Linked DNA regions of Mus musculus: region 1 is linked to region 2. The links are chromatin contacts, called in public HiChIP or PLAC-seq maps. All regions are on one chromosome and are shown on one strand. Each heading gives the region's core, a stretch centred on a gene start, on an enhancer-like site or on the middle of the called end of the contact. The rest is flanking DNA. Distances are from core to core; before and after follow the strand shown. Region 1 overlaps Usp29 (ubiquitin specific peptidase 29). Region 2 holds the start of Olfr1344 (olfactory receptor 1344).

Region 1 (7,221 bases), core at 1,917-4,416, 320 kb after region 2:
TTAACCCATTCTCTGTGACCTTTCTGAAAAATCCATGTTGGATCCTGCAAAGGTCTCTGAGGTGCTTTAGCTGGAAGCCCAGTTTGTCACAACACCCCAGGAGAGAGTAGGAGGTTTTTAAGCACAGGAAGACATTTGACTTAAAAATTCTTCTACCTGAGTACTTCTGGGAGCTACATTGTTATCAGCTCATGAAACGCTTTAAACAAACAAACAAACAAACAAACAAACAAAAAACTCACCACTGTGTATTTGTATGTGTGTATGTATATGTATGTGTGTATTTGTACTTTGATACAAGGTCATAATCGTGAATGTTTAAAAAAATAACAAGTTTATTCCTTTAAATAGTTAGTTCCATTTTTATTTACTGTGTGTGGTGGGGGAAGGGCATGCATTCTGTGGGCCTGTGCATGGAGGCCAGAGGACAGTGTGCTGGTGTTGGCTTTCTTCTTCTACCCTGTGGCTTCTGGGGATTAAACTCAGGTCACCAGGCTTGACCCACTGAGCCATCTCACCATCCCAGTGAAAATATTTATATTGTTTGGGGTATAGTTTGAAATCTAGTGCAGTGGGTATGACTTGGGACCATTTTCTGTGTTAGCCACTGTAAAATGGAGAGCCTTTGTGTGACGGGAGATTATCAGTTTCCCGAAATGGGCAAACAATTTGGTAAGAATAAGGAACTAGGGTTTGATCCAGAAAATCAGTAGCAGGCAGGGGTGGTCTCTTGCTGATTGGGAACTTTGCGTCTCTGGAATTCTTATGAAACTATGTGGACAGCTCTTCTAAGCAGAACTATCTCCCCTCCCCTCCACACACCCAGCTCTGCATACTAGGGAGCAAGGGAGACATGTCTCAGTCCCAACCTGGCATTTAGCTCAGAAATGAAGGGGCCATACTGAGGTGAGGATGTTGGCTGGAAGGCTCCTGTGGACTCTCAGTTCCATGTGGACTGTTTGAGACTGCTCCTTGGGCACATACAGACACACACACACACACACACACACACACAAATCTCCCTCCCATATTCATGTCCTTTTTTAAAAATTTATACATTGAGTTCAATTATGTCTACCCATGTTCTTATGATTTTGGAATAGACTGTGAGATATGGGTCAGCTACCAAAACCATACCCTCAAAGAGAATTGACTGTCCTTTCCCAGCAGTCACCTATTGCCAGTAGGTTCTCAGTGAGGGGTGGGGTCTTGGGAATAGCCTCTCCCTTCTGTGTTGGAATTCTGAGTGGTTTGATATTGGTCAGGTCTTCGGCAGGTATCCACAGCTGCTGTGAGTTCATGACTGTAACAGCCATGCCATGTCCAGAAGACAGCACTTCACATTCCCACCCCTTCTCAGTGTTGTTCCCTTGACTCTGAGAAGAACGGGAGGAGGTTGATAGAGTAGTCTGATTTAGGGCTCTACCCCCATATCTCCATATTTGCCTAAGAAGGCTGACCACCAACTTCTCATGTTAAGTCTGTGTCTATCCTCATGACCACGCCCTTGTGGCCAACATGTCTCTCCAGGCATCTGATGTCATTTTATTTATGTTCTCCCTGTCTATCACAGCATAGCCTGGCCATTACATGTGTACACACACACACACACACACACACACACACACACACACACACATATCCTTTTGCCCAAAGCCTTGTATGGCTGTGCACCTCCATCAGAACAAAATCCAAGTGGCCTACTCAACCTCTGAGGTTCTCCTCACTTCCTTCCTGGATCTCTGTGTGCTGATGATGGTCATGGGTCTGTGTCAGCTTCTGACATCACTTCTGAAGAGCTGACTGCATTGTCTCCACACATTTTCTCTTAGCTTGGCTCCAGTCAGGTCTACCTGCTGCCATTCCATCGAAAACCCTCTCTTCAAGGTCAACAGCCACCTCCATGTTGTCACACACACACTGTCTTTCTCTTCATTGATCACCGAACTTTCCAGAACTAGTCAGTCACCTTACTTATCCCTGACTTTTATTTTATTTCTTCTACTTTTTTCTTTGCTTTTCATTTGTTTGTTTGGGCTGGTTGGTTGGTTGGTTGGTTGGTTTCGTTTGGCTTGGCTTTACTCTGGTCTTTGGGTGAATCTGTCAAGTCACTTCCAGGTCACACCAGATTCTCCTGGGCCAGAAGCATCTTTAACTCCAAACTGAAGGGCTCTAGTGTTCCTTAGAAAATTACGCATAATTGTAGGCTGTGAGGGATTGATGGCTCCAGATTTACCTGTGCCAATTTATCCTCACAGATCTGTGTGTACGTATGTGTATGTATGTCCATACATATATTATGTACATATGTACACATGCACACAATAAATACATGAATATAATCTTAAAATTAAAAAATAAGTAAACAAAAGTTAAAATTGGTCATGTGCATACCCTTGACTCATTCTCATGCAAATTTCCCAACAAGGCACACATGGTGAAACAATGATCATTCCCACATTCAAGTAATGCACAGCTGTCCTTGGCTCAGTCCACTGCAGTATACTGGGGCCACAGTTACCTGAAAAACAGTATGTCAAGAGTAAGAAAGTTCCCGTGAGCTAAGGAAAAGCTATATTGGTTCATAGCCAGGGAAGGAAGTAGCTATCAGAATCAGATACAACCCCGTTCAACTGATCAATGACGGTTCGCCTCGGTGGACACGCTTCTGCAAGCCAAACAATTGCTTTGCTTTGGATAGCCGGGCCCATCAAAGATGGACTCAGTCTGATAAACACGCCTCTGCATGCCAACCAATCCAGCGGGGTCTCACTCCAGAGACCACACTTCTGCAGATGACGTTAATGTCAGTCCTTTTCTGTCTTTGAAAGCTGGACAGCACCTGTCCTCTGCTGCCCCCAGACCCTTCATAGAACAGTACCATGCTTCAGAGAGACTCCGGATTAGCCTAGCTCTCTCTTGTGGGAAGAAGTAAATCGAGTATTGTCTTTTTATAATTTCAGATATCGAGCTGAATTCATTGGCTTGAGCCATCACAACAGAGTACTAGCAGACGCAGGGACTGTTTGTTGTTTTTCTGGAGGCTAAAAACTCCAAGATCCAGGTGCTGATGTGAGTCTAGAAGGCAGATGCTAAAGTTTCCAGGTGTTTGTAGAGAGCCAGGTGGATCATTACTGGGAAGAGATCATTAGGAGAGAGGTTAAGGGGAGGGGAGAGCTACACCAAGCCTGCCTTAGGGCTTGGTTCCCAGAAGGCGCGAATGGGGACAAGGGGAGCAGTGAGGTCGGCAGTGACTTTTTTACGGGTCATTAACATACTACCCACCCCGCTGGGTTCCTTCAATTCAGGCTTTCCAGAGCATTCTGATTTCTTGAAGCCCAGGTGAAGTAAAGCTGCCAGTTTTTCCTCGCAGGGCCTTTTGTATGTTAATTTCTTTCTTTCTTTTGAAAATGTTTTGGGAGTTTTGTAAGTGAGAACTGTATTTACAACGTTTCCACCCCTCCCCCTCCTCACATCCAATTCCTCCTGTGCCATCTCCCCAGTCCCTATCAAATGCATCACACACACACACACACACACACACACACACACACACACACGCACGCACGCACACACACCCCTCCTGTTAAGTCCTTTTAGTGTTGCTCCTATGTGACTGCTTTGGAGTGTATGCTCTATCGGGGTTGTCCCTGGAGAAGACCGATTCTCCATGTCTCTGTAGTTATTAATTGCCTGTGGCTCTTCCTGTAGAGGTGGGGCCTTGTGAGGGTGCCCCATCATTGTCATGTCAACTGGTGGTATCACTATGCTGGTCTTGTTCAGGCAACAATGTTGTTGAGAGTTCACAGGTGAAGTTTCCCTGTCATATACAGAAAGCACCATCTTAGAGCCCATGTCCAGGTCTTCTGGTTCTTGCAATGTTCCTACTTGATAGAGTCATCTTTGTTAATTTCTACTCCCCACCCCCACCCTACAGTTGGTTGGCTGTTCCACAGTTCCCTCTCATGACTTTCAGGTGCCTATCTTCTTGTCAGATCACATGCTCCTCTGTGTGTGTCTGAGTCACATTCTTTTCTTCTCATAAGGATGTTAGTCATAGTAGCTTAGCATTCACCCTGAACTCCATTACACTAAAAGAGACCCTAGTTCTAACTATAGTCACCTTCTGAGTGGATGAGGAATTCGGTGTATGAATTTGGTGAGCAATTAGTCATCTTACTGTGCTTCGACAAAGTAAATACACTATGTGTTAAGGTTTGGGGATATAAGTTCCTGCAGCTGATGGCTATAGAGAGATGACTGATCATGAATGTTGTCTCAATTTCCTTTCCCATTGCTGTGATAAAATGCACTAACAAGAGCAACTTAAAGGAGAAGGGTTTATTTGATTCATAGTTCCAGTTCCAGTTCAAGCCAAGCAAGGTGGCACTCATCTCAGCACTTGAGAGGCAGAGGCAGGCGGATCTCTGTGAGTTTGAGGCCAGCCTGGTGTGCACAGTGAGTTCCAGGACAGCCAAAACTACATAATGAGAATTTAGCTTCTTGAAAAACAAACAAACAAACAAATAAACAAATAAACAAACAAAAAGCCAACCAGGCTACAGTCCATCATTTTGGGAGGGCATGGAGGTAGAAATGTGAGGCATCACTTCATATCCACAGTCAAGAACAGAGAGAAATGTATTATCCTGTACTTGTCTCTGCTCAGTTAACTCCCCCATATTCATTCATCCCAGACACAGCAGGCAATGGTGCCTTGCACAGTCAGGAGGTGTCTTCCCATCTCAATGAACCCAACTGAGAAAATCCCTGGGGCTGAAGAGACGACTTAGTGGCTAAGAGTACATATTTCTCTTGCAGAGTACCTAGGTCTAGTTCCTAGCACCCACGTTTGGTAGTTCATAACCATCTGTACCTCTAGCTTTTTGGGTAGCCAACTCCTCAGGCATGTATGTGTGTAGACAAAAAAAAAAAAAAAAAAAAAAAAAAAAAAAGCACGTGAGCGCACACACACATACATATATATATTGTATTTATACTCCTTCAACACATGATAATTTTTTTTTGAAGCAGGGTCTCACTCTGTATCCCTGGCTGGTCTAAAGTAGGCTATATAGACCAGGCTAGCCTTGAACTCACAGAGATCCACCTACCTGTGCCTCTCCAGGGCTGGGTTTAAAGGTGAGGGCCACCACACTTGGCATTCATGTCATTTCTGTAGTTTAGGAAATCAGCAATGATCTGGCCAGATGGTTCTGGCTCAGGGTTCCTTAGGTTTGTAAAGAGTTTGGCCATTTTTTGCTTTTGCCTGCAGTCTTGAAGAGGGTAGGAAGAACCACATTTCACAAGGTTCACCAAAGAGCTGGTGATTAGATGCTGATGTTGGCAGGAAGTCTAGGTGCTGCACACCAGTCACTTCTTCCTTAAGAGATGAGGATCACTAAGGTGGGTCAATACTGAGGTCATAAATGGCAAAGAGAGAGACCTGTTGATTCTTCTTCCAAGGCCTATGCAATAGAACCCAGTCCTGGAGAATCATAAGTGAAGAGTCCATTTGAGCTTTCCTGGCCTCCAATTGGACTGTGAAATGACAAATTAACATTAAAAATATTTATCTGAGAAAGGGTCTCACTATAGCCCTGACTGCCCTAGAAGTTGCTATGTAAAGATATGTGTCATGATGCCTGGCTATGACCTACTCCCTGCCAAGAAACAGGGTTTCTTTGTTTAGCCTTGGCTGTCCTAGATCTATCTCTGTAGACCATGCTGACCTCAGACTCCACGGATACCTGCCTCCTGAGTGCTGGAATTAAAGGCTTGTATCACCACCATGGGACTTGAACTTTTTTTAAGATACAACATTTATGGTAATTTGTTAGATATCAATGGAATGACTGTCAGGATGGACCATTGAATCTAAATTAGATGAAGAGGGATAAAGTCAGGTGTAGGAAAATGAATGTATGGGGGGGGGGTCAGGGGCTATCTATGAGCGCAAGCTCTGTTTGATATTACAATTTCTAACATAATACAGTTTCTAATGAGATAAGATCCAGAATAATAGATAGATGATAAGTGATAGCTACTCAGATGATAGATACATAGATTGATGGTGACTAGAAGATAGACGATGAAGAGACAGATGGATTATAGATTGATAAATAGCTGCCAAGATAATCACTGAATGTTAAATTATAGATACAAAGATGATAAGGGGTGGATAGGTGATAGTCAGAATGGATAGATGGGAGATAAATAGATAATAGATGAATAGATAATAGTTAGATTGATAGATAATGATAGATAGATAGATAGATAGATAGATAGATAGATAGATAGATAGAGCAAAAATAATTCTAAGCCTCAAAAGAGTAACCCCAGGGCTGAGTTTGGCAGAGTTTTTACCCAGCATGCACAACTCCCTGGGTTCAGCCTGAAGCACAAAGCTGATGTATAGTGTGCTCCTATAATTCTACCACTAAGGAGGTTAAGACGGGAGGATCAGAAGGTCACATTATCCTCACCTATGTATAGAAAGCTCAAGGCCAGTCTGGGTTTCATGAGAGCCTGCTTCTAAGATACAGAAATATACTGTACAGGTCAGTATGTTTTTTGTTTGTTTGTTTGTCAACACAAGCTAGAGAAATCTTTGAATAAGTCATCCTTGAGGAAGAGGTACATCAGTTGAAAAAATGTCCACATCAGATTGGCTTGTAAGCAAGTCTGTGAAGGCATTTTCTTGATTTGATGACTGATGCAGAGGGGCCCAGCCCACTGAATATGGTGCCATCCCTGGGCACCATATTCCTTGGTTAAATAACAAAGCAGACACAGGAGCAAGCTAGTAAGCTGTGTTCCCTCATGGCTTCTGATTCAGTTCCTGCCTCTGGGTCTGGCTTTGCGTTCCTCCCTTGCCTTCTCTTCATAATGAACTATCCTCTATAAACTGAGATAAAATCAATCCTTGGCCATGGTCTTTATCTCAGCAATAGAAATCAAACTAGAATATAACTAAATAAGCAAGATGTGTCTGTTTAAAAAGAAAAACAAACAACACCTCCTCCTCCTAAACACAAACAAAACCCACCCAGACTTGGATAACTATTCACTGGGTAAAATGCTTGCCATGGAAGCATGTGGACCTGAGTTCGATCCCCAGCACCACATGAAGCTGATGGACAGGACAGTGGAGGCTCATAATATCAGTCCTGATTCATGGGAACAGCAGTATCCAGGGCTCCCTGGCTAGCTGCCCTAGAC
Region 2 (6,642 bases), core at 219-2,718:
ATGAAACTCAAGAAGAACAGAGAAATCTTGTATATACATGTAACTAAAATTTATAAAAAGGAAAAGCCCCGAAGTATTATTAGATAAGGAACCTTCAAAGAGAGATGGAGACAATGATAGAACAGAGAGGAATTTTCCTAGCTTTTCTCTCAGGGTGACCTCCAGTCTCACATCTAGAAAAGGTAGATGGGGCCCATGGGGACCCAGGGCCGAGATCAACCCACTGAAGCCTCATTACTGATGGCCAATAATGGGTTCTTGTGAGAGTCAAGTGTGGTCCCAATGTCCTGACCTAGGGAGAGAGCAAGGCGAGGAGCCTTGTAATTGCTCCCCCAGTCCCTCTGTGTCAGAACTCTCTGTGGATCTGGGTAGAGGGCTTTAACTCCTCCTACCTGATCACAGCCTGGATAATTTGCTGTTTTTCCTGCTTCCGAGCCCAGGAGCCTCGAGCATACTGTGTATCCTTGGAGGTGGGAAGCATCTATCTACTCCATGATGGGGATGTGTAGCTATGGAGCAAGTCTGAGTGCGGAACTGGGCAAAGAATCCATGTGGTAAAGGAGGCGATAGGAGTTTCTGGGAGGTGAGTCTGTTGAGGCTTCAGATTCGTAATGGACACCCACAGGGAATGAATAAGATGTTTTGTGATCCAGAGAGCCCGTTGTACAAAGCAATTGTGTGCACATAGGGCAGAAATGCTCCTGAGCGATTTGTTCTCTCTCCATCTTTCTTCTATCACGGTCTTGACCCAATATTTGCTAGGTATGTCTATAGGCATGTCTCACAATTGACTTCCAAGTACCTATGACTTCAGTGGGTTTATAACCACTGGAAGACTTGGATATTTGTGTATCTCAGGTCCAGCTCATGGAGAAGAGAGGGAGAGAGAGAGAAAGAGAGAGAGAGAGAGAGAGAGAGAGAGAGAGAGAGAGAGAGAGAGAATTCTTTTACAAAACGATATGAATAATGTATTTTAATTTATTTATTTTCTTCTCTCACTGTCTTTCTGTTTGTCTCTCTGTCTGTCTGTCTGTGTCTTTGTGTGTGTGTTATGTGGAGGTTAGGGTTGGTTGCCTCCTTCCATTGTGTGAGTTTGTCAAAGATTAAGCTCAGCTCATTGGGCTCTCACTCAAAACCTTTATTTTATGAGGGAAAAATTCAGACTCAGAAACATTTTTTCCTTCAATATATGTGCAAGTTACAACAGCAAGCTATTGTAACCATAAAGAGGCACGGGGGGGTGGGTGAGGGGCGGGGGTAAACAAGATGTAACTTAAGAGTTGGAGTGTGTGTGTGTGTGTGTGTGTGTGTGTGTGTGTGGTGGGAGGAGAGGGAAAATGAGGCGGGAAAATGAGGAAGGAGAGTGCTGGGAAGGGAGACTAATGGAGAAGGAGCTGGGTCCTGCCATCCCTTACACTCCCAGCTCAGACTGTCTGCAGTGACCCTGCTATTTGTCTCTGTCTCCAGGATGGGCCCGGGAACCCTCAATGATTCAGGAACCACAGAGTTCCTGCTGCTGGGACTGTGGGCCCCACCTTCCCTGCGCCCCCTGCTGTGGGCCTCACTTCTTCTAGCCTACCTCACCACTGTGCTGGGTAATGGTGCCCTAGTGGGTCTGATAGCCTTGGACAGACGACTGCATCGGCCCATGTATCGCCTGCTGACCCACCTGGCCCTGCTGGACACAGCCTATGTGAGTACCACGCTACCGCAGGCGCTGGCACACATGACCATGCGCAGTGCCCGCCTCTCCCTGGTACGTTGTGGCACGCAGCTGTACGTGGGCATCTCCCTGGGCAGCTGCGAGGCCATCCTCTTGGCAGCGATGGCCCTGGACCGCTGCCTGGCTGTGTGCAGACCGCTGCATTATGCGACCCTGGTGACCGCCCCCCGCTGCGCAGCGCTGGCTGGAGCATCCTGGACACTGGGCTTTGCACTCTCTGTACCCAATGCGGTGGCTGCACTACGCCTGCCCTTCTGTCCTGGGAGGGCAGCGGTGGACCACTTCTTCTGTGAGCTACCTGCGGTGCTGAGGACAGCGTGTGCGGACACCACAGCCAACTACAGGCTGGTCTATGGCCTGGGCGTGCCCATCCTCCTGGTACCTTTGGTCCTCATCCTAGCCTCTTACACCTGGATTCTGGCTGCTGTGCGCAAGTTGCCTTCTGCTGGAAGTCGCCACAAAGCTTTGTCCACCTGCAGCTCACATTTGGCTGTGGTGGGGCTCTTCTATGGCACGGTGAGTGCCATGTACCTGCGGCCCAAAGCCTCTAGTGATCTTCCTGCTAGACACCATAAACTGGTGGCAGTTTTCTACCTGGTGGTCACACCTGTCCTCAATCCACTCATCTACAGCCTTCGAAACCGTGAGGTCCACATGGCAGCTCGCTATGCCCTGGCCCGGCTGCGGGGGACGCGCATTGTGTTGCACTAAGCGACTTCTGCGGGGCACAGAATTTTCTCTCAGTCTGGTCTGTTCAAATTCCATGGAGGTATCTTCTTTTGTTTTATTTTTAAGTTTTTGAGAGAGGATCTCAGTATAGCCCTAACTAGCCCGGAACTCGTTGGATAGACCAGGCTGGATTCGAACTCACAGAGATTCACTTGCCTCTGCCTCCTGAGTGCTGGAATTAAATGGATATGTCCCTACATAGAGATTTCTTTGAAAAAATCTTGAATATTATGTCTTTATTGACATAATTTCTCAGACTGTATTTTGATCATGTCCATTGCCCATGCCTTCCCTAAAATCGTCCAAGATCTAACCTCCCCCCCCCCCCATCCACTCCTCAACTTAATAAAATCACTCCTTGGAGTCCAGTTTGTGCTCCCTAGATACTCATGGGTGTGGAGCCCTTTAATGAAGCATGGTTGACTTACCAGTGCATACCAGAGGAGCACTCTACCTAGAAGTGAGTCACATTCCTGCTGGAACTTTCAAATAAAGAATTAGATGAGAAATGCTTTCAGAGTTGCTGTGGCTACTGCACTGCTGTGACTGTGAAGGGAGGGAGAGGGGGGAGGGAGGAATGGAGAGCGAGCAAGAACAGATAAAGCAAGAAAGAAACTTGGGGCTGCACCCAGAAAACTATTAATGGCCATTGGTGTCTGAATATTACAGAATATCTGTGCATCTCTAAATCTGCAGTGAGGATACTTGGAGGGGCTGGAGGAAGGGAAGAAAATGGGAAAAGCAATGTAATTCTATTTTAAGTAAAAATGTATAAAAAATTGAAAAAATAAAAGCATTTATTTTATACATATGTGTGTGTGCCTGAGTGCATGTGTGTGCAGCATGTGTGTGCAGCATGTGTATGCAGTGTCCAAGGACACCAGAAGGTGCTGGATTCCCTGGGACTGAATTTACAGATGATTGTGAGGAACATGTGGATGCTGGGATTTGAACCCAGGTCCTCTGCAAGGTAGCCAGCACCCTTAACTGCTGAGCCATCTCTCCAGCCCTAACTCTTTTACTTTTTAAATTACTTAAAAATGTAAAAATAATTTGAAGATAGCAGGGCCTTGCTTTAGCACCCCTGACATCAGGCAAAAAGCAAACTCAACAATCTCAGAAACCCAAAGGTGGTGGGGCAGGCCTGTTATCTCAGCACTCGGGAGGCAGAGTCAGGGGGACTGAAATTCATGGTACGTTGTGATGATGTTTATGAATATTTTCACTCACACTACGTACTTTGACCATATTTACCCCAGTACCTCTTCTTTCTGACCTCCCAGACTTTTGGTCCTCTATGTTTCTCTGTCCTTAAAACAAGACTAGAAATGTTTTGAGGTTTTTTCCATTTAATAAAATGTCTATAGGTATCTTATAAATCTTTTATTGTCTTGACAAATCTTTTTTTTTTTTCTGAATTTTCTCAGGACTTGTATCATAAAAGAAGGTTGATTTAATAACAGTTTAATTTCTAGTTATGTGTATATTCGTGTCTATGTATGGGTATGTGCCCAAGAGTGATGGTGTTCTCAGGATACAGGAGAAGGTATATCTCCTGGAAGTGGAGTTACAGGCTGTTGTGAGCTGCCACACGTGGGTGCTGAGAACTGAACTCCAGCCCTCTGCAAGAGCACTATGTGCTCGTAACTACTGAGCTATCTCTCCAGACACTATTTTCACCTTTGTAGACAAGCAAATGTACTTCTTGTGCCTGCCACTGCCTTAGTTTTTGATTGTGTGCTTTGGTTTCTTCAGATCTAAACTCTACATCACAACTGCATAGATGTTCACTGAGACAGGAGAAATGGGTTATTTCAAAGGTGTCAACAAACGTTGGCATGTAATCTCATTTTGTCAACTTTCCATTGCTATGCTAAACACCTAAGACAATCAGGTTACAGTGAGAAAAGGTTGTGTTCTCCTTTTCCCATATTGGGTGAGGAAGCATATCACAGAACACAGGAAAATATTTTTCACTATAGGTACACTGGAAGTGTTCACACACTGAGGTATAGGGGGCTCACTTCTTTCATTAGAAAGGGCCAGGGGTCATTTTTTTAAAAAATGGTGTATAGAGAACAAGAGATGAGATGAGATAATCACTTATAAGCATGGTTTATTTTGGGTATCACACATAGGTCACAGAAGTAGAGAATGCTTTTGTGCTCAGTTTAGAGAGGAAGAAATGTGTTGGGTAGTTCACAGTGAATTGTGTGTATGTGTGTGTCTGTAAGTGTATGCACCTGCGCATGCAGGTAGCTGAGGAGGCCGAAAGAGGGCATCAGATCTCCTGGAGCTGGAGTTCCAGGCATCTGTGGGATATCTGATGTGGTGCTGGACCAGGTCTTCTGCAAGAATAGCACTCTCTTAACTACTGAGCCATCTCTCCAGACCCATTATTCTCTTAGAAGTACTATTACATACTCATTTATAATTAGCTAATTAATTAATTACTTATTTTGTGTGTGGGGTTATATATGTGGGGTTCAGGGGACAAGTTATGGAAGTTGTTTCTTTCCTTACACTACACGAGTCCTGAAGACCATACTGTGTCATCAGGCTCAGCTGCTGGAGTCTTTACCCACTGAGCCAAGTCACGTCACTGGTCCCTTACATTTTTAATACAAACAGAAATCTGTAGATGTTAAAAAAGGACTTCAGTTTAGAATTTTAATTTGAATGCTAGATCCAAAAAAATGCTATGGACAGTGTGTGTGTGTGATTTTGGGGTTCTGGGAAAGTTTCTAAACACACTAACCTGCTTTTTTTTTTTTGGCTTCTGTAGAGAGGTGTGCCATGACATGGTATGACATGAAGACAGAGGGTGAACAGGGGAATTCTTTAGGGCATTACAGGTCAGTGAGGGGAAGTGTTTTGTGTGTAGATAGAGGCTGACACAATCAGGTAGGACAGAAGAGAAAACTAAGAAGAGGGAACTTTGGCAAGGTTCAGTCTCTTGGGACAAGCAGGGGCTCCAGACTCTCTGCCTCCCTCTGCCTTGGACACAGACACACATACAGAGCACAGTTCTCCAAAAGGGGGGAGTCTTCAGGGCTCTCATTGTCTATCTAGAGCCAAAGACTGAAATCTTTGGTTTCTGAAATCCCAGTGAGCCCCAGAAGCTTCTGCAGCAAGGGAGTAGCTTTGTCACAACTCAGTCCAGACAGAGAAACAGAAGGTGAGGGGCAAGGGGCCATGATGAAGGGAAGAACGAACACGGAGCTCAGTTTGACTAACAGATGATGTAATCATCACCGGGAGCAGAATATCATTGTTTTTCATTCTTTGATGGTGATGGTGATGGAGGTGGCAATCATGATAATGAAGATTAAGATGCAATATGGTGATGCAGCTGCTGATGCTGTGATGATGCTGAAGATAAAGATTATAGTAGCATGATGATGGCAATGAAGATTATAGTGATATGGTGATGATATGGGGATGGTGGTGGTGACTAAGATTATAATCTAATGATGGTGATGACAGTGATGAGATAATGATGGCAGTAATAAAGATGATACTGATGACCATGTTGATGATGGCAAAGATTATGATGGTCATCCCGAGGAATCCAATAAGAACACAAACCTGGAAGTCATAATATATACACAAAGGACCTGGAAGGTAAAAATAAGTAAATAAACCTGACATAACATTATGAGACAAAGAACTTCCAAAGATGTCACTGAGTTTGTTTTGTGTTGGCCTGCCCTTAAGAGGAGTTTATAGTAAATCTTTTAATGAAACATAGATTTTAAATTTACATTTATATACATGTGTGTGTGTGTGTGTGTATGAGGGATGTACCTATGTGTGTGTGTCTACTGCATGTGTGTGTGTATGGTATGTGCATGTGTACAGTGTGTGTGTGTGTGTATGGTGTGTGTGTGGTATGTGTGTGTGTATGGTATATGTATGTGTGTGGTGTGTATGTGTATGGTATGTGTGTGTGTATGGTGTGTTTGTGTGTGTATGGTATGTGTGTGGGGGGGGCAGATATTTGTGTGTGGTGAATGTATATGTGTATGGTATGTGTGTTTGCTGTGTGTGTGTATGGTGTGTATGTATATGTGTATGGTATGTGTGTTTGGTGTGTGTGAGTAGGGTATGTGTATATATGGTGTGTGTGTGTGTGTTGTGTGTATGTGTGTGGGTGTTTATGTGTATATGGTGTGTATTTGTATGGTATG

What was found. HiChIP or PLAC-seq counts read pairs in DNA pulled down with a chosen protein or histone mark.
Region 1: an H3K4me3 HiChIP or PLAC-seq map of embryonic stem cells shows a contact between it and region 2, with 18 read pairs. The contact joins the enhancer-like site here to the promoter of Olfr1344 in region 2. A contact is called at or near these places in 6 of 39 promoter capture datasets (the 3T3-L1 cell line, the HPC-7 cell line, cranial neural crest and 2 more), 1 of 15 datasets of contacts at CTCF or cohesin (the NIH/3T3 cell line), 1 of 115 datasets of contacts at active chromatin or transcription factors (embryonic stem cells) and 2 of 9 other capture datasets (adipose tissue and embryonic stem cells).

What each region holds. Positions count from the first base shown.
Region 1 is chr7:6,757,120-6,764,340 of GRCm38.p6, forward strand. All of the region lies in intron 2 of Usp29 (ubiquitin specific peptidase 29), which reads left to right. Among named protein-coding and RNA genes, the nearest start is that of Usp29, 30 kb to the left of the region's middle. Within about 2 kb of position 3,167, at least 24 of the 459 cell types and tissues checked have an H3K27ac peak or open chromatin away from gene starts, as enhancers often do. A contact at or near this core is called in embryonic stem cells, where this site is marked.
Region 2 is chr7:6,438,434-6,445,075 of GRCm38.p6, forward strand. Olfr1344 (olfactory receptor 1344) reads left to right here and starts at 1,469. Exons shown (of 1, transcript NM_177061.3): 1 at 1,469-2,434. The coding sequence starts at 1,469. The coding sequence ends at 2,434.